Linked DNA regions of Hordeum vulgare: regions 1 and 2 are each linked to region 3. A link is a contact called in public Hi-C data. All regions are on one chromosome and are shown on one strand. Each heading gives the region's core, a stretch centred on a gene start, on an enhancer-like site or on the middle of the called end of the contact. The rest is flanking DNA. Distances are from core to core; before and after follow the strand shown.

What was found. Hi-C and Micro-C count contacts between places; a contact is called where the count stands out from the background.
Region 1: a Hi-C map of leaf shows a contact between it and region 3, with 4 times the contacts expected there. The contact joins two enhancer-like sites. A contact is called at or near these places in 3 of 6 Hi-C or Micro-C datasets (leaf and seedling).
Region 2: a Hi-C map of leaf shows a contact between it and region 3, with 4 times the contacts expected there. The contact joins the promoter of LOC123405501 here to the enhancer-like site in region 3. A contact is called at or near these places in 3 of 6 Hi-C or Micro-C datasets (leaf and seedling) and 1 of 1 datasets of contacts at active chromatin or transcription factors (embryo).

What each region holds. Positions count from the first base shown.
Region 1 is chr6H:475,441,164-475,445,334 of MorexV3_pseudomolecules_assembly, forward strand. No RefSeq gene overlaps it. Among protein-coding and RNA genes, the nearest start is that of LOC123405964, 72 kb to the right of the region's middle. Within about 2 kb of position 1,703, at least 2 of the 3 cell types and tissues checked have open chromatin away from gene starts, as enhancers often do. A contact at or near this core is called in leaf, where this site is marked.
Region 2 is chr6H:475,279,856-475,283,855 of MorexV3_pseudomolecules_assembly, forward strand. LOC123405501 (fatty acid desaturase DES2) reads left to right here and starts at 2,710. Exons shown (of 2, transcript XM_045099164.1): 1 at 2,710-2,863.
Region 3 is chr6H:474,929,439-474,933,225 of MorexV3_pseudomolecules_assembly, forward strand. No RefSeq gene overlaps it. Among protein-coding and RNA genes, the nearest start is that of LOC123405501, 350 kb to the right of the region's middle. Within about 2 kb of position 2,338, at least 2 of the 3 cell types and tissues checked have open chromatin away from gene starts, as enhancers often do. A contact at or near this core is called in leaf, where this site is marked.

The sequences.
Region 1 (4,171 bases), core at 453-2,952, 510 kb after region 3:
AATGCAGACTCGGCGTGCCCGTTCGGGAACAATGGCTAAAAGGTACCCCCGTTGCCCCACATACTGCACCGCAGCCTTGCCCGCATGCGCGTGCTACTCCATTAGAAAAGATGATGGTCATGTGTTACAAAAAATTTAATCATGTATATGAAAAAATTTAATCAAGAATTTGAAATTTTCTAAAACGTGTATAGGAAAAATGTTAACCATATATTTATAAAAAAGTTAACCTTGTATTTGAAAACTATGAATCAAGCATTTGACCATGTATTCAAAAAATATAAAAAATTGTATTGAATTTTTTAAACGTGTATTAGAAAATTGTTGTTGACATATCTGAAAATGTAGAAGGAAAATCTAATGATAAATAAGGAGAGAAAAATGAAAAACAAAATACAAGAAATAAGAAAACCAATCAAAAAACAGAAGAAACAAAAAAAAGAGCATAGAAACCGATGAGAAACGAGAAAAAGAACTAAAGAAAAAAAACAAGTGACAACCGAGAGAAATAACGTAAACCAAAGAAAAAAGAAAGAAAAGTAAAAACTAACCAACGAAAACAGAGAAAAAACAAACGAAAGAAAACACGACTGATTAGAAGTTAAGTTCCATCATCCTGCTACTCTATCACGAACCAATGCCTTCTCTGGTTGTCACACGGGTTCTGTAACCCAGGAGACAATGATTTCGACAAAGGAAGGCATTAGTTAGCGAACATTTTTTCGGAAACCTCGCCGCAAGCAGCCTTTCGCGTCGTCGTTTGGCGCGTTTTTAGTCGCCGTTACGTGTCACGCTCTGAGGTCTTTTTTAATTTCAATTTTTTGTTTTTTCGCACGCATTTTCTGTCTTTGAGATTGCTTTTTTTGAATTTTTTATATTTCGGTATTCACTGGTCTTTCTTAGCTTTTTGAAGATTTTTTTTAATTTTTTTTGCATGAAAAAACATTTTTTTTTGCTAGAGGCACGGTATTGCTTCCACGACCGTGCCTCTCGAAAACGAAAAAAACGTGTTTCTTTTTCTTTTGCGAGATGTACGGTTTTGCTTCCACGAGAGGCACCGTTTTGCTTTCGTAGGAGGGATGATTTTGCCTTCGCGAGAGGCACGGCCGTGCCGAAAAAGACGCGTTTTTTCATAAAAGGCACGGTTTTTTCTTCGTGAGTGACACGTACGTACCACTCGAAAAAAGAAAAAAAAACGCTTTTTAGTGAGAGGGACGATTTTGTTTCCGCAAGTGGCATGATTTTACCTTCGTAAGAGACACGGTCATGCCTCTCGGAAAGGAAAAAACACAAAAAATGTATTTTCTGTTTTTTCCTATCACGAGAGCCACTGTTTTTTTTATCCGTTTTTTTGCATGAAAAAAAGATTCGTTAAAACCTATCAACATGAAATCTAGTTTGAAAAATCTCGACGCCGATGAAAACGATTCGAGATTTGAACGCACAATTTAGGAGATAAACATTTTAAAAATACAAATCTATAAAAAAATAAAAATTCTCAGGCTATGACAAGTGACACTCATACAGTGTGCCACTGTCACAACCTGAGAAGGTGAAAGTGTCTTTGAAAGGTTATTCCTTAATTAGTGATTTGATCCAACTCTTCGCGTTTTTTCTTTTACTATGTGTGAGCGCGAATGGGCCGACACGATTAGTGTAGAGTATTCAGTGTGTGATCCTTCAATCGGGGACCTCCTATTCGGCGCTTTCAGCGCCTGTTAGGGAAAACAGATTCTGCAGCGCCCATTTTTATGGGCCGGCCCATGTAAAAGCATTGGTCGTTAATTTATTTTGAAAAAGTTCATAGAATTTAAAAAAGTTTAGATATGCAAAAAAAGTTCAATTATTATGAAGACATTCACCTACTTTTTAAAAATACGTTCATAGATTTTAAAAAAGTTCACTGCATTCAAAAAATAAATCTTCGATTTTGAAAAAAGTTTATCATTTTTTTAAAACAGTTCACTGATTTTGAAAAACGTCCATCATTTTTAAATAATAGTTCACCGATTTCTAAAAAAGATCATGAATTTTAAATTATGTTCATCGATTTTCACAAATGTTCGCGAATTTTCAAAAAACAAATATCAATTTTCAAAAAATTTAACGGGCTAAAATAAGTTCATGAAAAATTTCTTCATGGGCCGGCCCATTTCGAAGCGCTGCATGTGCCGGTTAGCAATTTTTGCCTTTAGCCGGCGCCTGTGAAGCTAAATAGGTTTTTCCCTTCAAACGCGCCTCACGCAAGATATAGTTGCTGCGGATTTACTGTAGGTGGCAGATGGGCCCACACTTTCTATCTTTCGCCCACATGACTGACAAATCTTATTTGGCGCGCGGGTCGCTAATTAGAGACCGCTCACGCAACCCCCGCTCCATGCTGCATAGGTTTGAACCGGTCCAAGTAGCCGTTCCATTTTGTTGGTCTTTTTCTCCTTTTATTTTTTCCTTATACTTTAGTTTTCAGTTTTATTTTCTGTTTCCATTATCATTTTTCTTATCTTTTATCAATTCTTTTCCATTTTTTATTTCAAAATTGATTAACATTTTCTGAAATCCGGAAACAGTTTTTTGACAACAGTGATCTTTTGTTGAAATTCAACATATGTACGTTGAAACCAAAATATGTCCAATTCAAAAAAGGTTCACGAGTTTAAAAAAATGTTTAATGCATTTCAAAATGACTATCGAAATCTAATATATTTCTATTCCGAAATATGTGCATCGAATTCAAAAACATACATTGAATTTAAATTTGCTCATGACAAATGTAAAATGTTTGTCAAAATTTAAAATGTTCTTTCAAAATCCAAATTTGTTCATAAATATTTAGAAAATGTTCAGTCTTTTAGAATTGAGATCCTTTTCCCGAATGTGCCAAATGTTTTGAATCTTGTGCATAATTTTATGAATCAATTTTAAACTTTTTTTGAATACCCCCTTTTTAAATAAGGAAAAATTATTCTTGGATTCAAAATATTTTTGTCAATTTCGTAATAATATTCATGGACTTTTAATTCTTTTCGGCAAAAAAAATGATGTTACAAAAAATCAAATTTCGTTCATCAAAATACATAGTTTTTTATCAAATTTGAAATTGCTCGATTTTTTTTGAATTTTGGACCATTTTTTGAATTCTTAATTTGTTATAAAATATTCAATATTTATTGCATTTGTGAAGATATTTTCAAAATCTCAAAATTTTAGGAAATACAAAATTTATACTTCGGTCGGCCCATGTTGCGTGTGGGAGATAGGGGGTGCGCACTGCAATCTTTTCCCAACACTCAGCGTGCATATTAAGAGGTATCCACATGACCAGGTTATGAGGAATTGCTCCTTATCTTTACCTACTAATAAAGTAATTAGTGTTTCTATCGCTCGTCATTAACATTGCCCATAAAGTTGATAAAAATTACCCACAATTGCCACTTATAAGTCATAGAAAATGTTTCAAACAGGAAAATCATCGCACTCGGCCGGCCCATGTAGGCACCTCCTATATTACGCTCTGGGCATTGGAAAACGATGCAGCACACCTATTTGGGCCGGCCCATGCGTGGCCGCCTGTTCTTGATCCAGGAAGAGAGACGGAGAGCTCAGCTCCGCGTTCAGCTCACGTACAGCTCGACGATGATTTCGGCCTTCTTGATCCAGCAAGAGAGATGGAGAGGTAGAAGACTTCTCTGGCAGCGTGACGGCGCTCCGGAGGTTGGTGATGACCTTGTCTCAGCAGGGCTCCGCCCGAGCTCCGCAGAAACGCGATCTAGAGGAAAAACCGTGGAGGTACGTGGTCTGGCTGCCGTGGAAAAATCGTCTCAAATCAACCCTAAAACCTCCGTATATATAGGTGGGAGGGAGGGGACCTTGCCTTGGGGCTCAAGGAGCCCCAAGGGGGTCAGCCGAGTCCAAGGGGGGAGGACTCCCCCCCCAAACCAAGTTGGACTTGGTTTGGTGGGAGGGAGTCCCCCTTCCTTCCCACCTCCTCCTTTTTTTTTCTCTTGATTTTCTCTTCTTGGCGCATAGATCCCTTTTGGGCTGTCCCACCAGCCCACTAAGGGCTGGTGTGCCACCCTCAAGGCCTATGGGCTTCCCCGGGGTGGGTTGCCCCCCCCCCCCCCCCGGTGAACTCTCGGAACCCATTCGTCATTCCCGGTACATTCCCGGTAAC
Region 2 (4,000 bases), core at 1,460-3,959, 350 kb after region 3:
GTTTACAAGTAGCAGGCTCGAACGAGCAAAATCTAGAGCTGAGCAAAAATAGGGTCTTATTACACCTTTGGCAGTTGATGAACATATCACCATTCTCACCTTTGATCCAAGAGGTTCAACCTTTGATTCCTCCCTCTCTAGCCAACCAATCCAGCTCATATTTTAGGTAGAGAAAGTGGAATACCCGATCTACACGTCCATCCAAACCAAACCCTAGTTGTTTGACTCCTTGCAAATCTTGTTACTCTTGGGTGTTTGGGAACCCTAGATGTTTGAGGTCACTTCAGAGCTGCATTCCATTGCGGTGAAGCTTCATGATAGTGTTGGGAGCCTCCAATTAAATTATGTAGAGATCCACATCCTTATTTTGAAATGTCCCGATTGTCGCATTCAATGGCATGACCTGTGGATCCACGAAACCTTGCATTGTGTGAGGGCGCGAGAAGAAAAGGGTGAGTCTTTGGGATCCTCGGGGAGCATTATGTCTACACACCCCTCCAACAGAGACATACCCTCCTCCCAAAAGAGGGAACTTAAAAAACACATCCTCGTCTCCATCGACTCCACATGCGATTATTTCACTTTTACTTTGTGCTTTTTATTACCTCGTTTTGTTGTGCTTGTCATATAGGTTGTCCACCTAGTTGCGTATCTACTCAATCTCTTATTTTGTTGAGCATATTGTGCAAAAGAAGTTAAAAATATTGTTAGCCGCCTATTCAACTGCCCTTCCAGTCGACCATATCGATCCTCTCAATGGATTCCTCGAGGATTTAATCCCAATATATTATAAAACTTCACTTTACCCTTGCTAATTCATAGAGTACTTTAACTTACAGATTCATGGGGTACTTAAACTACGTGGAGTAAACAGATAGTACATCTTTTTGGTTCTTCTATATCGCCATTCTCTTCTCCTCCGGGTGATTCTTCTTCAGATGGAGTGTTATGCAGGTCTAGGAGCACCATGCTGCTGCTCCTGATGATGAGGAGAAGCATAAATAGCGGTTGTTGGGACTAATTCACGGCTAAATTTGTAAAGGAGACGATGATGTAGAGGATGCAGCGGAGATGTCGATGTAGTGGATGCATATGAGCTGGTGATGCACACACCAAATGTTGCTACTGCCGGTTCACGGAAATTGCTGCCGGAAAATGTTGCTACAACTTGCAACGAGGAGCGTCTGGTGCTCGGCAACAATGAGCGCCTAGTGAGCGCGATGACGAGCGCTTGGTGACTCGTGCTCGACAGAGCACCTAGCTCGACTATGCGCTGACCAATGAGCGCTGGGCGCAGCGACATACTCGCTGATGAGCGCCGAGGCACGTCGGCACGCTTGGCGAGGAGCAATGTCTCGTGAGCACATTGACATCCTAGAATTGAAGACATTGGGTGCGGCGAGGATCACGTTGGGATGAAATTTGAAATCGAGGAGTGAAATGTCTTTTTAGAAAAAAATGGGCGCCGTTGAGATTATCCCTAAACATCTTAAATTTGTGAAAACAGGGAGTACATGATAGCATGATATCATGATCCTATTATTTACGGAAATACTAACTCACAAACGTTCCCTTGGAGGGGGTTGGCTGTTGATGGCATTTTGAAGTGGTCGCAGATGGCAATATTTCCCACTTTACCTTCAAACTTTACCTTCAAATCTATAAACTATGCAAATCATTCAAAACAACATAATTTTTTGTTGCCTTGACATATGGGTACCGTATGTTGCATAGATATGAGAAAGAATAATCCGCCTACAGAAAAGCCCTTGCAATATTTCTTATGCAAACGACATATATTTATCATCTTGAACATGCCATTCCCAACCCAAGGAATCATATGATATTGTAATTGAGCGATAATTCATTTCAACAAGATTAAAAACATGTGAATAAATAATGCATGTATATATGTAACTTTCTTTTATGAAAATGTACACACACACATACACACGCACAAAGATAAGTGTCTAACTCGGTAAGTAAAGGGCTAATTGTCAAGTTAGATATAATAATAATGATTTAAGTTCGTTTACACCCTTCTATATACTACTCTATACTAAATTACAACAACATGATATAAACATACATATATACCATAATTGTTTTGCAGGAAAGTTTCTACCATGAATTAATAATTATATTTTCACCAAAATTTTCATGTGTTTGGTCCTTTTCATCCACTAATAATTATTATCACATGTTTCGTAATATTCAAAAACAATGGTTTTTGTAATCTTTACATGTACTTCATTCGTCGGAGTATAAGTTTTTTAAAGATTTGTATATAGACATTCATAGAGTGTAGATTTATTCATGTTATTTCGTACGTAGTCTATAATAAAATTTATAAAAAAACCTATATTTTAAAAAACGAAGGAAGCATATTTCATACGGGGTCTGTTTGCTGTATTTCTGTACAGGGGAGGCCTCAGCTGACGGACAAAATTGGCACTATATCTAGTGGTGAATCCCACGCCATTCTGGTGGCAGGCTCCGGACCGTCGGATGGCCCGAACGGACGGCCGACGGCCCGCCATGCGAGATCCGGGTCACGGCCCCCTCAGACGAGCGATACAAACCGCGACACGTGTACGGGGCCAGATTTCTTGGGTCAGTGCGCCCCATCTGGCTCCCGGGACCCGCACGCCAGTGGGCGCGCGTGAGGGGACGGGGCGCTTTTAAATAGCATCCCCCACCGGTGGACTCGGAGGCGGCCTGCTCCTCCCCCCCGCACAAACCACTCGTTCGTCCCGTCCACAAGAGGAGCAGACGCGCCGGTGAGGGTGCGCGCGCGCGCTCGCTCGCTCGCGTGGTGTCCGTCCGCCCGATCCGCCGCCTCGACCACCACCACCCCTACCAGGTATCGCCATTCGTCCGAATCCATCGCTTGTCTGGCTCAATTGGTAGTAGATTCATTTTCTTCGGTGCGGATTCGCGCGGAATCTGCTTGGTTCTCCGGGCGTTTTAAGCCGCCGGGAATGGCGAGCAGGCAGGGCGCCATGCCGCGTGCGTCCCGTATCCCCTCGTAGAGCCTCCGCCGGCGCCGCCGTGAGAGGAGCTCGACAGACAGGTTGCTGTTTTCTCCCCCCTTTGCCGCCGCACCTGATTCCTGCCACCGGTCCGTCAATCCGTTGCTCCGCTAGACGCCGCACCTACCCCCGACCGAATTCCCAGCGAAATGCGCGTGTCCCATGCACGGTTTCACCGGAGGCAACAGCGAGCAGTATTGGAACGAACGAACGAACGAGGCGGAGATCGGGAAGCGGCGTACCAAATCCAAAAGCGCAACCCCTTTTCCTGGTTGCTGACGGGCACCACGGCAATCGATCGCCTCTGGTTAGCGTTGACATTTACAAACTCGGGCTCTGTTTGCATCTTGCCACCAGATCTGCAGGATTTTGGTGCGGACGGTGTCCAGATATTCCGGTACGCCTTTTGGGCCCTGATCCCTGCACCTTCGCCGCTAGCACTCATTTTAGATTCGTAAAATCTGCCATGCTTTTGGCAGCTCCCGTTAGTTTCGTTGGAAAAGCTGCTACCTACCTTTGCCTCCCCTTCACCCCCGGCGCGCTAAATTTGTAGCACCATGTGTTTCTTCTTTTTGATTTGATCAAGGATGAGAGAACCACTTTCCATCCACAATCACTTGAAACAGAATCACAAAGCTGTGATTACTGATTAGGCCGTAACAAAACTAATTGGCCTTTGACAACACGCAAGCTTTCAGTTTTCAAAGAGGCAAGCCGTTATCGCAAACACACACACACGCACACACAAAAATCCGTTTGTCCAGCGAAACACGGCAGGCGGAGCCTCAGCCATATGCTTCTCGTGCCCATGTCGTTGGGATATTATCATAAGAAAGAAGAGGGAAAAAAAAAGAAAGTTAGGCCGCTCCTTTCAGCATGTCGTCGGCGGCGGCGGCGGCTGGCGCGCTGCTGCTCCTGACCTAGAAAAGGTCATCGTGATTCACGACCCCGTCAGATATCCTGTCGCC
Region 3 (3,787 bases), core at 1,088-3,587:
CAATGAAAGCATGTAATATTTTTTATATATACTTGAGTGTTAAAAGACGTCTTATATTATGGGTCGGAGGTAGTGCAATTTTGTATTTATTAGAAACATTTTTTTCTATACATGTTTAATATATATATTGAATGGGCGAATAAAAATATATAAAGTGAAAATTATAATAGTATTCTACTTCTAGTTTTTCATATGCATTGTTCATTTTTAATACATTTTATTTATGATGGGAACATTTTGTATATAGAAACATTTTCTAATGTGTGATTAACATTTTAAAATAAATCGTGAATTGGAGTATCTACTATTGCAGTCTTTGTATAAGTCTAAAATATTTTTTCTATTGACACGTAACATTTTTCTACAGCATGACTAACTTTTTCAAATACAAGATGATTTTTATAATACACATACTCAGAACATTTCGAAATATAAGCAGAAATTGAAAAGTAAGTAAAAAAACGAATGCAAAGGAATATCACATTCAAGAAGTGTTGCCGGCTTGTGTGTGTACTGGACAAGCCCAATATGGTGGGTGCCTTCAGGGAGACGACTTACTGTGTAGCTTGCAACAAGACATAGGCATACCCAATTTTTTGATCCTTCGGGCGATAACTAGAGCCGTCGGTCTTATTTTATTGGCCCGAATATTTGTAATGTGTCTACCCTGAGATCAGTCTACTTGAAAATGAAAACCCCAAAAAATAGGATCTATACTCCCCCAACTATTTCTTTGGCTTTTCATTTTCTTTTATTTCCCGCAAAAAAAAATGAAACCCCAAAAAAATAGTTTGGGGGAGTCCCAATGGCTGATCCTATTTGATGCTTGCTAGCGTCAAGAAGTCGTGCCTTTGCTGAGGCGACCTCCGCTTGAGCCAGCCCACGAATAGGATTCGCCTGCTTTTCGGTTCGCTGCTGCTTCCTTCGTTGTTCTCTGCGTTTTTTTAGTTTTTCTTTTGTGGAGTTTTTCTTTCAGTTACATGTTTTGTGCGATTTTCAGTAGATTTGTTCTGATTATTTTTTGTCTACTTTTCCGTTCGTTTTTTTATTTCATGTAACTTTTCTGTTTTTCATGTGTGTTATATGTAAAGTTTACGACATACTAAAAATTGTTTATTGTATTTTAGGAAAATGCTCACCTTATATTATAAAAAGTTCAATGTACATTCTAAAAATGTTCAACGTATATCACAAAACAAAATGTTCAGTGTATATGGAAAATTGTTCATCATATATCTGCTCGCCAACAAATGGGCCGGCCCGTTGAGATCATGCATCTGATCGAAACCTTTGTCTGCTTGACACTAACGAGCGTCAGCTAGGACGCATTTCCTATTTGGCATCACAGGCGCAAGTTAACGTGTATAATTGTTAATTGGCGTCTGTGGCATTCGAATTGCACCGGGCCATATAGGTGTTTGTGACTTTTTTCTTCGAAAATTGTATGAATTTTTTTGAATAAGATGATTTTTTTTAATTTCAACGAATGTTTTTTCAGATTGATGAACTTTTTTGAATATTGATGAACTTTTTTGGAAATTTGATGAACATTATTCTGAAAATGGATGAACCTTTTAAATGTTTATGAACCTTTTTTTTAGATCAGTGATCTTTTAAAAAAATACATTGACTAGTTTTAAATTTTCAGTGAAATTAGTTTCCACGTGACTAACTTTTCTCAAAATTATTGTACCTTTTTTAAAGATATGAAAAAAAAAATCAAATGAAAAAATCTTTATTGTAATCTGTAAATCATTTTGATTTTATATTGTTTTCGTAACAAAGAAAATTAAAAAGAAAAAAAAACTGGACACAACTCTAGTGTGGGCGCCCGTTAATGATCCAGCGCCTGCAGCGCTGCTAGTATGTGGGGCTATTTTAAATTTGATTTTCTTGAACAAAGGTCAATTTTGAGAAAAGGTCATCAAGTTGAAAAAAGATTTCATTGAAAATGAAAAAAAGTTCATCCAACTTCGGAAAAGTTCAATCAATATTTAAAAAGTTCAATAAATTTCAAAATGTTCATAAAAATTTAAGATAAGTTCATGCATTTTTTTCTAACTTCGTTGAATTGTAAAAAAGTTGATAATTGTTTTCAAAGTCCATCCATTTTCAAAAGATGTTCATCAAATTTAAAAAATGTTCTTCAATATTAAAAACAGTTCATCAATCTTCAAAAGTGTTTCTTGAAATTTAAAAACAGTTCGTCGATATTCAAATAAGTTTATAGAAGTTTTTTTTAAATGTCACAAGCGCTTGCATGGACCAGTCCAGTTAGAGCACCACAGATGCGAGTTAATAATAATGTACGTTAACTGCTGCCGGTGGCGCGAAATAGGAAATGACGCGAGTAATCGCTGGAGGAAGGACCTAGATGTCCCGACCACCAGCACGGCAGGTCATAACCTCATGTTTTCGTTTTTTTAATATTTTCTGTTTATCTACCTTTGTTTAGAATTTCAAATATTCCAAATGTACGGACTCTAAAATTATTCTATTAAAACATTTCGAAAAGGTTGAAAAATTATTTGAAATTTTTGAGCAAGTATTTGCATACTATTGAATAGGTATTTGAAACAATATTGATCATGTATATAAAAAAATAATCATCATTTGAAAACAAATGTTGAACTTGTATTTGAAAAATTGTTGAACAAGTGTTTTAACAATGTTGAATAAGTACTAGAAAATGTTAAATAGGTTTTCGTAAAATGTTGAATAAGTGCTTGAACAATGTTGAACGTGTATACCGAAAATGCTGATCACTTTATTTTGACATATACGACAATGTAGAGTGAAGCTTTTTGCCTTGCGTTGTAGCGACGGGGCTAGCCCAGTTATATCTCGTTTTTCCCCCTTGATCTTCGCCCGCCCACCCGGTGGGTTGGTTCGTTCCATGTGTTTTTCATTCTCTTTGCTTTTTCACTGCTTTTTATTTATTTTCTGTTTTCTTAGCATCTTCCACGGTTTTCTTCCTTTCTTTCCCGGTTTCTAGTGATTTGTTTTTTTTTGCTTCTGTAGGTTTAAATTGATTTTTTTGCTTCTCTTTCCTTCTTCGGTTTTATTTCTTTCTTTCTTGAATTTCATTAATTTTCTTTGTTTTTAAATTTTTTAAATTCTTTTTTACATTTGTTTTTAATTTTGTTTTTCCGTTAATTTTTTTTGTTTTCTTCTGGTTCTATTCTCCAGTTCTCATGTGCGTTAACAACATTTTATTTTGACACACATTTAATATTTGTTTAAATATGGTCAACATTTTTACACATATTTCGAAATGATTTATTAACATTTTCATATACAAGATTAACAATGTTTGAATATAGAGTCAGTACATTTTCTATACACCCTTTGAAAAAATGTCAAATGCTTCATTAAGATTATCCAAGTACAAGATTAGTATTTATAATAAATATTTAACATTTTTGCGAGCACATTTAACATTTTTGAAGTTCTCGATTAATATATTGATATGCATTATTAAAAAATTTAACACATGATTAACATTTTCTAAACATAAATAACATTTCTTAAATGATTAATTATTATTTTTTCAAATATTCTTTAAACCTTTTTTCAAATGCTTGATTACTACTTTATAAAAATTATGATAAAAATTGCATTATATTTTCAATACATATTCAACATTTCTTTTATACACATTTACCATTTTTTAAATACTTGTTCAACCTTTTTTCAAATGCTTGATTGATACTTTTATATACATGATCTCAGTTTTCTCATCATTTTTTAATACATGGTCAGAATTGTTTTATACACATTTAACATT